Regions from separate parts of the Ovis aries genome. Here region 2 is linked to region 1. A link is a contact called in public Hi-C data. All regions are on one chromosome and are shown on one strand. Each heading gives the region's core, a stretch centred on a gene start, on an enhancer-like site or on the middle of the called end of the contact. The rest is flanking DNA. Distances are from core to core; before and after follow the strand shown. Region 1 has its middle 97 kb from the start of ST3GAL1. Region 2 overlaps NDRG1 (N-myc downstream regulated 1).

Region 1 (4,849 bases), core at 931-3,430:
AGCATCATTCCTTCCAAAGAAATCCCAGGGCTGATCTCCTTCAGAATGGACTGGTTGGATCTCCTTGCAGTCCAAGGGACTCTCAAGAGTCTTCTCCAACACCACAGTTCAAAAGTATCAATTCTTTGGTGCTCAGCCTTCTTCACAGTCCAACTCTCACATCCATACGTGACCACAGGAAAAACCATAGCCTTGACTAGATGGACCTTAGTCGGCAAAGTAATGTCTCTGCTTTTGAATATACTATCTAGGTTGGTCATAACTTTTCTTCCAAGGAGTAAGCGTCTTTTAATTTCATGGCTGCAATCACCATCTGCAGTGATTTTGGAGCCCAAAAAAATAAAGTCTGACACTGTTTCCACTGTTTCCCCATCTATTTCCCATGGAGTGATGGGACCGGATGCCATGATCTTAGTTTTCTGAATGTTGAGCTTTAAGCCAACTTTTTCACTCTCCTCTTTCACATTCATCAAGAGGCTTTTTAGTTCCTCTTCACTTTGTGCCATAAGGGTGGTATCATCTACATATCTGAGGTTATTGATATTTCTCCCGGCAATCTTGATTCCAGCTTGTGTTTCTTCCAGTCCAGCATTTCTCATGATGTACTGGTGCCTACGTATAACCTGTTACTGCAGAAACTCGAGAGCCCTGAGGGTGCCTTCCGCCCCACCATGATGTCCACAGGTCCTTGCTGTCAAAGACCTGGATTCAGACAGGGACTTTTCTGCGAAGTGGGAACCGTGATTCCTGATGTTAGGTATGTGTGTGTTAGTCACGCAGTTGTGGCGGACTCTGCAGCCATATGGACCATAGCCCTCTAGGTTCCTCTGTCCATGGGATTCTCCAGGCAAGAATACTGGAGTGGGTTGCCATGCTCTCCTCCAGGGGCTCTTCCCGACTCAGGAATCAGACCCACATCTGATGTCTCCTGCATTGGTGGGCAGATTCTTTATCAACAGCATCACCTGGGAAGCCCAATGTTATATATATATATTTATATATACATGTCATTTGATAAATATGTACCAAGAGCCACTGGGGGCTGGGGATGGGCAAGACAGTTTCCCTGACATCGGAAGGTCACAGTCTTATGCCAGGGAGACAGCAACGCCAGAAAACATGGGAGCTTCTTAATGATGATCATAACTCCCTTTCACATGCTGTCAACGGGGGTTAAGGGCTTTGCCTACATTAGTCTCATTTAATCCGCCAGCAATCCTGCCAAGAGGCACTGTTTCTGGAAGAAGAGAATTTAACAAGGAAACAGATTCCAGGAGATGAAGTCGCCTGCCAGTGAAGGAGCGGGGAGAGCCAGGACTCCAAAAGCAAGGTGCTGAGATCCCCACCAGAGTGTGTGGACAGGGAACTGTCTGCTCTGCTCCAAAATGAAGTAATTTGGAGATGCGCCCCCCAACAGCCTGGTTTGCCCTGACCTGGGAGCTGCCCACATTCCACGGTGACCTTGGTCAAGAGCTGGACCCGAACACTGAGAGACACTGGCCACCAGAGGGCGCAGTGGAATCGCCTTCGGCCAGATCGTCAACACAGAGTGTCTGAAAATGGTATGAGAAAACACACACCCAGGTCAGGATTTAAAATGACTTGGCATTGATTAGTTGGGACAAATTCTGGACAAAAGATACAAAGACACTAAAAAAAAAAACAACAACAACAACAACAAAACCAATTACCACTTTTGAAGAGACAGAGGCAAAAGCAAGTGGCTATGCATGCCACCACCCCACCCCCCGCCACCCACCTCTCGCCGCCCCTGCCAACACATACACACCACCTCCTAAGGGGTGGGCAAACCACCTCTCCAGCCTGACCCCAGGACACACCCCTACCCTCACCCCATCTTAGGAACCAGCTCAACCCTCCTCAGGGAGTGAGCCAGCAAGCAAGGGAAACTGTTGATTGTTCTTGCTTCCCTCCCTGCTTCGGTAGTGGCCCCAATATAGCTTTGCCTGGAAAAAAAAGACTTGGCATTGAGAATTATCAAGTCCACACCCTCCAGATAAGGACATTGAGATCTCTGTCACTTCGCCAAGAGAATTGGGTCAAGAGGAAAAGGCTGGACGCAGTCGGAAAAGGTCAAAACCCCAGCAAGTGTGGACTGGCTAAAAAGCTTTAAATGATGTCACATTGTCACACAGCTTAGCTCTCCCCATGGTCTGCTGGACCTCTGGACCTCAGATTTCGCTAGCTTAAGACTCCCGCCCTTTCTGTGACTCATTAGCCTTGTAACTTACAGGATAAACCTGATTTCTTAGAACCTCAGCTTCTCAATCTGTAGAATGGGTACCAAAAGACAAAGTCTACAGAAAGGCAAGAGGGCAGCCCCACATTTTCTGAGTCCTGTCTCTGCTCCAGGCATTCATTATGCTTTTTCTCATTCAGTTCTCACAAGAGCCCCCACGGATGAGTTAGTGCTACCACTTCCAGGGAAGACTTGAGGCTCAGAGCCTGTTAGTTACTTGCCTGTGGTCACAAACTCCATGAGGGGTTAGACGGTTCAAGATCAGACGTGACTGCATCAGTCAGCATGCGACAGGCTGGTGCTACAGTAACAAATAAGCCCACAGACCCCAGTGACTTAGGGCAAAGCGGCAGAGGCTTATTTCTTGCTGGGTCAGAGGCTGGTGGGTTTGGCCGTCCATTCAGGCTCCCCCACTGTCTTCGTCTTGTGACTGTGCCGACCTCAACTTCAATCCACAGTCTTCAAGGTCACTGGCAAAGGGACGAGGGGGTGGAGATGACTCACTAGTTCTTAACTTGGAGTCCACACCCATCACTTCCACTCACAGGCTACTGGCCAACGTGATCTACCCATGTGAACTGCCGGGGAGGCTGGGAATGTGGGGGACCATCTGGGATAGCAGAGGAGCAGTATGTCCACCCATGTCTTCCTCGACGTCATGGACATCAGGGAGCTGACTGGTGAGAGGGCCCCAGAGTCCTGAGGGTGCCTGGGTGGAGCGCTCCCTTCTGCAGGCTCAGCAAAATGCAGACAGGTCAGCCCAGAGCCTAGGGAGGGGCCCCAGAGACAGGGGGTAGTGGAATCAAGGCTGTTCAGCCCAGTCTTCATCCATGCCTTCTGTTATCACAAGGGCTGGTGTGCAGACTAGGAGCTTGGTGTGTCTGGGTGGCTGCTTCTGCCACCTTTGTCTGGCTCCTTCTGTGCAAGATGGCCCGTCCCAGGGTAGACAGCCCAGCGATGGCATGAGCAGCTGTCTCCTGGGGGAAGGGAGCTCTTCCTGGCAGCTGCCTCAGCAAGTCCACCGAACTACTCAGGGAGATGCTAAGAGTAATTTGGGCATCAGGGAAAGCACACTGGGAAGAGAGGGTGGGTTTTGCCAGTGAAGCCAGGCCACTCCCATTCTTGCAGGCAACATGGCAGTAGTGGCTACACACGGGGTCCCGCATCCCTGTTATCAGGTCTGTACACTGGGGGACCTGGGCAAAATCGATGTGTCTCAAGCTTCGACACCGAAGGATGCCACTCGCCCAAAGTCACAAACAAAAGTTCCCTAAGCCCAGGAACGCAGTCTGTTTCTTCTCTTTGGAATTCCAAACTACAAGCACAGTACCAGGTACAGAGAAGACTCTTAAAACTTGTGTTGGTTGACCATGTGGGCCTTTGGGAATTCATTCTATTTATACAGAATGAAAGGGGCTTCTCTGGTGGTCCAGTGGTTGAGACTCCACCTGTGAATGCGGGGGACACAGGTTCGACCCCTGGTCCGGGAAGAGCCCAAGGGCTGCAACCACTGCCCCATGCTCCCTACAGCTCATGCTTTGCAACAAGAGAAGCCACTGTGGTGGCGAATCGGCGCCCCACAGAGAAGATCGCCCCCGCTTGCCGCAGCTAGACAAAGCCCACGAGCAGCAACAAAGACCCCGTTCCACCAAAAATAAATATTACTTACTTAGTTAAAAGAATAGAAGGAAAGTTAATATGCATTAGGTACTTCCCGGGGTGGCTCAGATGCTAAAGAGTCTGCCTGCAATGCAGGAGACCTGGGTTCAATCCCTGGGCTGGGAAGATCCACTGGAAAAGGAAATGGCAACCCACTGCAGTACTCTTGCCTGGAAAACCCCATGGACGGAGGAGCCGTAGCACGCCAGGCTTCTCCGTCCATGGGGTTGCAAAGGGTCAGACACAACTGAGCGACTTCACTTTAACAGATAGTAAGTGTCTCTCAAACTCCAGTCTGTTTGCAGTTTGCAAGATGTAACTTACCTGCTATGCAGTTCTGGGAGATAGGTACCCTTCCTGGCATGTACGTTTTAAAGATAAACAACTCTGAGACGTAAACCAGCTTGCCCAGGTACACACAGCTCCTCAGCAGTGGAGCCTGAATGTAAAGCAGGTGGTCAGGCTCTGAGCCTGTGCTTGGAACCCCTAAGCTCCTCGCAGTGTCTCCCGAAATAGCTGTCCAACACCCTCGAGACCCTCTATACCGTGGGGGTATAGAGAGGACAAACTCGTGGAGATGATTTATACTGGGAATGAAATGAGTCATTACTGAGACTTATTTGTGCTCCATCTCCCACCAAAGCTGTGGGGACAAGGGATTCACAGTTTTGTTCTAAAGCAGGCATGTTAAGCTTCCCTGGTGATTCAGATGGTAAAGCGTCTGGCTGCAATGCGGGAGACCCAGGTTTGATCCCTGGGTCGGGAAGATCCCTTGGAGAAGGAAATGGCAACCTACTCCAGTACTCTTGCCTGGAAAATTTCATGGACGGAGGAGCCTGCTGGGTTACAGTCCACGGGGTCGCAAAGAGTCGGACACAACTGAGCGACTTCACTCACTCACTCACTCAAGCGTGTTGGAGGTGAACCTGG
Region 2 (4,927 bases), core at 623-3,122, 120 kb after region 1:
TGTGGCTGGGAGGGGCAGGGTTCCCACGCCCCAGCTCCTAAACAGCGTTCCTGCTGCTCCATCAGGGCTTGTGAGAATCCCAGGCGCTGTGTGTCCCCTCGCTCTCAGGGTGACCGACTAACAGCTCTCACGTGGCCTCATAGCCTGAGATGCCTTCGCCCGCTGCCTTCCCAGTCCCCGAGGTCACCTTCTTCACTCCTCCAAGCAAATCTCAGTCTTGGCTTTGCTGGAACCCATGGAGTCCAGCTCATTGCTGACTGGCTCCTGGGTCCGTTGAACTGGAAAGGTATTTGCCTGCCCCCCCAACCCGCGCCTTCCCCTTGGGCCTTTGTTACTCATTGACCCGAGTGGTAGCACGTTGGGTCTGATTGCTGGAAACCCATGTGACACCTGCTGAACCTTTTTCTGTGTCCCATCCTTGCTGGGCCACTGAGGGATTAAGAATGTTTAAAATACAGACCCTGTCCCCACAGATCGCCCTGGGTCTCTGAGGCAACCAGGGAAGTGCACTGATCAATGAAGCAGCTGTTTGCCCGATTCTGTGTGCCATGGTTGCATTGAAGGCCACCCACTACTCGCCGGGAACAGGAGTTGTTATGCCCATTTTACAGATGAGCAGACTGAGGCTCAGAGGTTAGATCACAGAACTAATCAATGGTAATGTTCAGGTATGACCCTCAGATCTCCCCCCACCTCCCCACTAACTCCTGGCTGCCTTTCACTTCTGCAATATTGATTTTCTCAGAATTCCTTCTGGGCAGGCAGGTGGGAAAGGAAGAAGTGGTATAAATCAGTCTGGCAGCTGGCGTTGTAACCTGGAACCCTGCTGTGTGCACTGAGTGGGGTTTTGGCAGGAGACCTGTCCCGACCTCATTTCCTGTGTGGAGTGGCTTCCCTCTGTGCTGAGACAGAGTCCACCCTACAGGATGGCATAGGGGGCTGGGAGTCAGACACCCAGGCTTCCACCACCATGCCCGGTGCTGCCTGGCCCCCTGCAGGACTGCCACCTGCAACCCTCCGCCCCCTGCCTTGGCCCTCTGCAGCCCTACATCCTGTGCTGGGACTTTGCAGGAGGCGGTGGAGAAGGGCAGGCTTGGCATCCGGCGCTTGGTCTCAAACCCAGGGAGAGAGCTTGTTGAGCCCAGTGGGGCTGTAGGTTGGCTGCGGGGGGTGACCCCAGGTGTGGGCACCCTCTGAGTGGAGCCTGAAGGGAACAGGGCAGGGGGCACCAGCCCCGGCACCGAAACCAGGTCACCTCCTGTCTACGCCTGACTTGTCACATAGTCAGGTCTCATCACAGAGCTGTGATAGGTCCTTTCTCGATTCACTCAGTGTCTGGCGCATGCAGTTGCTGTGCAGGAAAACTACCTCCGAGTAAACCTCCTTACAGCACATGCTTCCTGGAGCTCAGAAGGGCTCTGAGGGCTGGTCTTGCCTCGTGGGGGGCAGACGATAGGGAGGGGGAACACGAGGTGTCCCTGGCTTTATCTAAAACATGTCAGCTTTCTTCTTAAAAACAGTTTTATACATTGAACTTCCTTATAAGGTTTCCTTTAAACCCACAGCTTCTGAGACAAAAGTTTGCAAAGTTTATTGATGGATGCAACAGAGACGGGGTTAAGGGGCCTCAAGGGGCCTAAGTCTGCTGAGTTGGACTGAGAGCACCCTAGCTCAGAGAGGCGGGGTGGGGGTGTGGGGGGCCCGGGGCTCAAGGTGCACCTTCTACAGCCCATTTGGGTGGTCTTGGGAATCGCAGGCAGTGACCTGGCTGGAGGTCCTGGCTGAGCTCACCTGTCGGGACGTGTCCAGTTACAGTTATGAGCCACAGGCTGCCCCAGGCCTGCGGGAACCGCACCTCCTACCCACGCCCATCCCCCGGGGACGAGGAGAACCTGGAGTGTCCTCTGCTTTATCTGGTCGCCCTGCAGACTGCAGAGCCCTGGGGTTCTCACTGGCTGCTTCTTGGTCTGGGCCCAGGGCGTTTCAGCCGCTTCACTCCTGGGGCCAGATAATTCTGCCGTGGGTGCCCTGTGCCTCCGTGGCGTGGTCAGCAGCCGCCCTGGTCTGCATGAGCTGGATGCTAGCAGCATCTCCCAGTGGTGCTGATCAAGAATGTCTCTGGACCTCGCCAGATGAGGGGACCAAAGCACCCTTGTCTGCACAAACACTGTGATAGTCCTCTGTGAGCTCCCCTCTGAGTCTCCCCAGGGCCCTGAGCACATGAGGGGTGCGGCTCCCTGAGGCCTCCTCCAGCTTCCAAAAAGGAGCAGTTCTCAAATACTGTTTAAGGGGGATTCACCGGTTTTCAAGCCACTGTCTCCTGAGGTCTGGGAAGCTGAGTTGTAGGAGGAAAAGAAGGTGTGGGGTAAAGGGATTTCTCCGGGAGCACGTTTGGGAAGCCAGGAAGGCTGGGCCTGAACTCTTTCTGGTTCTGAGGGAGGGTGAGAGGCCAGGTGAAGGCTGATCCTCCAGTGGGATCACACTGGAGTCAAGCCAGCCAAGGAGACCTGACCACACTGGGCTGAGCTGCAGCCTGAAATACACGTGGACCTGTTTTCAAGGCATTTCACTTGTGTGGTTTACTAAACCACGTAAGAGTGAATGTAAACGCAAACGTGGGCCTCTCAGGTGGCGCAGTGGTAAAGAATCAGCCTGCCACCGCAGGAGATGCACGAGAAGCAGGTTCGATCCCTGGGTTGGGAAGATCCCCCTGGAGGAGGAAGTGGCACCCTGCTCCTGTATTCTTGCCTGGAGAATTTCAGGGACAGGAGAACCTGGCAGGCGACAGTCCTTGGGATTGCAGAGTCGGACGCAACTGAGTGATCAGTTGCTGTGAAGCTGCATAAAGGCTGTTCATCTGTCTGTTTATTCTGTCTGTTGTGATGCTAGGAGCTGCAGGGAGGGAAGGGAATGAGCCAGGTAGGCTACCTACCTGTCCTGGGGAGCTGGCAGGTGGGGACGGAGGCCCAGGAATAGCCAGAGACCCTGACTTCACCCCTGGGTTCTGAAGGAGCCCCTGTGACAAGCTCTTAGCGTTGCCAGAGCCGTGAGCCTCTGGAAGGCTCCCCGGCCTGTGTAGGCGAGGTGTCTCACAGCCAGGGTCTCGGGACCGTGAACACGCTGAGTTAGCAAGGCCGGCAGACCTTGGCTTTTCATGCCTCCTGCCTCCGAGCTGGCAGCTGCCCAGGAATGCTCGCAAATATAAAACCGACTTTGTTTTCAGAATGTTCTGGAGCCTAGACTCCAGAGGCTGCATAAAGGCATTCTTGTGGGGCTGGTTATCTACTGGGGGCCCAGACCAGAGCGTCCCAGGGGATCTGCCCACGGAGTACCATGTGCTGGTGTGGGGGGCGGGTGGCGTGTGGGGCGGCCCCGCTCTGTCACCCGCTGACCCCTGAGAGGTGTTTTACAAAGAGGGTTCCTCTAGGTGCAGGGACCTGGGTCCTCAGAGGAGCTGAAATTGAGAAGTTCGGAGACCTGTGCTCTCTGGCTGGCTGTTACATCTGAGGAGCCATGGAGAGTTTGGGGCGAGGTCCCTGCTCTGAAAAGTAGCAGGTTTTCACCCAGTTCCCGATTTAGAAGGTCTGGGTCTGTGACCTGGTGGGGGTCCCTGGTCTCCCATCACTTACTCCTTCACTCCCATCTCTGCAGCTCTGCCCGCAGCACCTACCCCTCCTTCTGGGTTCATTGCAGTTCACCCCACTACTGGGCTGGGGGAGCTTCAGTCTCTCCGCTTGACTCTTCACCCCTAAGAAGGAATACTGATGCCTCCAGGTCCCTGATTGAGCCCCCCAGGAGGGAGTGTGCTCAAGGCCTGTCATCCCCCAAGCCTCGGGCCCCAGGGCAGCCGGTTGCGGTGGCATTCCCACCGCTGGAATCCGCTCCGCCTTGCTCCGGTTCTCCTGCAGCTGCCCTGGCATCAGAGCCCGGGGGGCCCCTTCTGGCCTACCCCGATCTCTGCCCCCACCCCTGCCCCCCACCCCTGCTTTCCTGCCCCCACTCTGGCTCATCAAGCTCTTTTTTCTTTCAAAGTCTTCCCAAATGCTCAGTCCTGTCATCTTGGCTTGAGATAGTCCCTTCTCCTCCCTGCTTGCCCCACCCCACCCCAGCAGGGAGCAGAGTACCCTGCCCAGAGATGACCATGGGGCTGTCTCTGTGGCCGTCCCTCTGTTGGGGACATCCCACTGGTGTGGGGATGAAGGAGAAGGGAGCTAGCGCCATGGCTCCCCGTGGCTGGCCTCCGGGACCTTCTGTCCCCTTCTGCTTGTCAAGCTGGGGCTGTCTGATTTCAGGATGTGGCAGCGACGTGGGTCTCCTTCTAAAGTGCAGAGAGAAACATCTGTCCTTGGTGTGGTGGGTGGGCCTGGCCTGGGTGTCAGGGCCTGGTTTTGAGTGCCAGGGTGGTTTAGTGGCTAAGTTGTGTCTACCTCTCGTGACCGCATGGACTGTAGCCTTGTCAGGCTCCTCTGTCCGTGGGATTCTCCAGGCAAGAATACTGGAGTGGGTTGCCATTTCCTCCTCCAGGGGATCTTCCTGACCCAGGGATTGAACTCGAGTCTTCCACATTGCAGGCGGAGTCTTTACTGACTGATGAGTTGTCCAAAAGCCTCAGTTTCCTGTCCCAGGAAACAGACTTCCCTCCATCCCCAGGGGCAAGACTGGGGCCGGGGTGGTGGGCGGGAGGTAGAAACTGCTGGTCTGGGGAGTGAAGGCTTCCTCCCTGGCCTCAGTTTTGCTTCTGTCTGGAAACACCTCTCAGTCGGAATTTCTGACCCCCTGGCCTCTGTCTCTGTGCAGGCGCGTGACAACAAGGACATGTCTCGGGAGCTGCAGGACGTGGACCTCGCCGAGGTGAAGCCTTTGGTGGAGAAAGGGGAGGTAAGTGGACAAGCCCTGGATACGCCCCTCCCATCCCCACTTACATATG

Evidence for each region. Hi-C and Micro-C count contacts between places; a contact is called where the count stands out from the background.
Region 2: a contact with region 1 is called in a Hi-C map of omental adipose tissue, with 2.6 times the contacts expected there. The contact joins two enhancer-like sites. A contact is called at or near these places in 5 of 16 Hi-C or Micro-C datasets (muscle, omental adipose tissue, skin fibroblasts and 1 more).

Annotation. Positions count from the first base shown.
Region 1 is chr9:21,055,176-21,060,024 of ARS-UI_Ramb_v3.0, forward strand. No RefSeq gene overlaps it. Among named protein-coding and RNA genes, the nearest start is that of ST3GAL1, 97 kb to the left of the region's middle. Within about 2 kb of position 2,181, at least 12 of the 54 cell types and tissues checked have an H3K27ac peak or open chromatin away from gene starts, as enhancers often do.
Region 2 is chr9:21,178,634-21,183,560 of ARS-UI_Ramb_v3.0, forward strand. NDRG1 (N-myc downstream regulated 1) reads left to right here. Exons shown (of 17, transcript XM_042254072.1): 3 at 4,798-4,878. Among named protein-coding and RNA genes, the nearest start is that of TRNAC-ACA, 14 kb to the left of the region's middle. Within about 2 kb of position 1,873, at least 14 of the 54 cell types and tissues checked have an H3K27ac peak or open chromatin away from gene starts, as enhancers often do.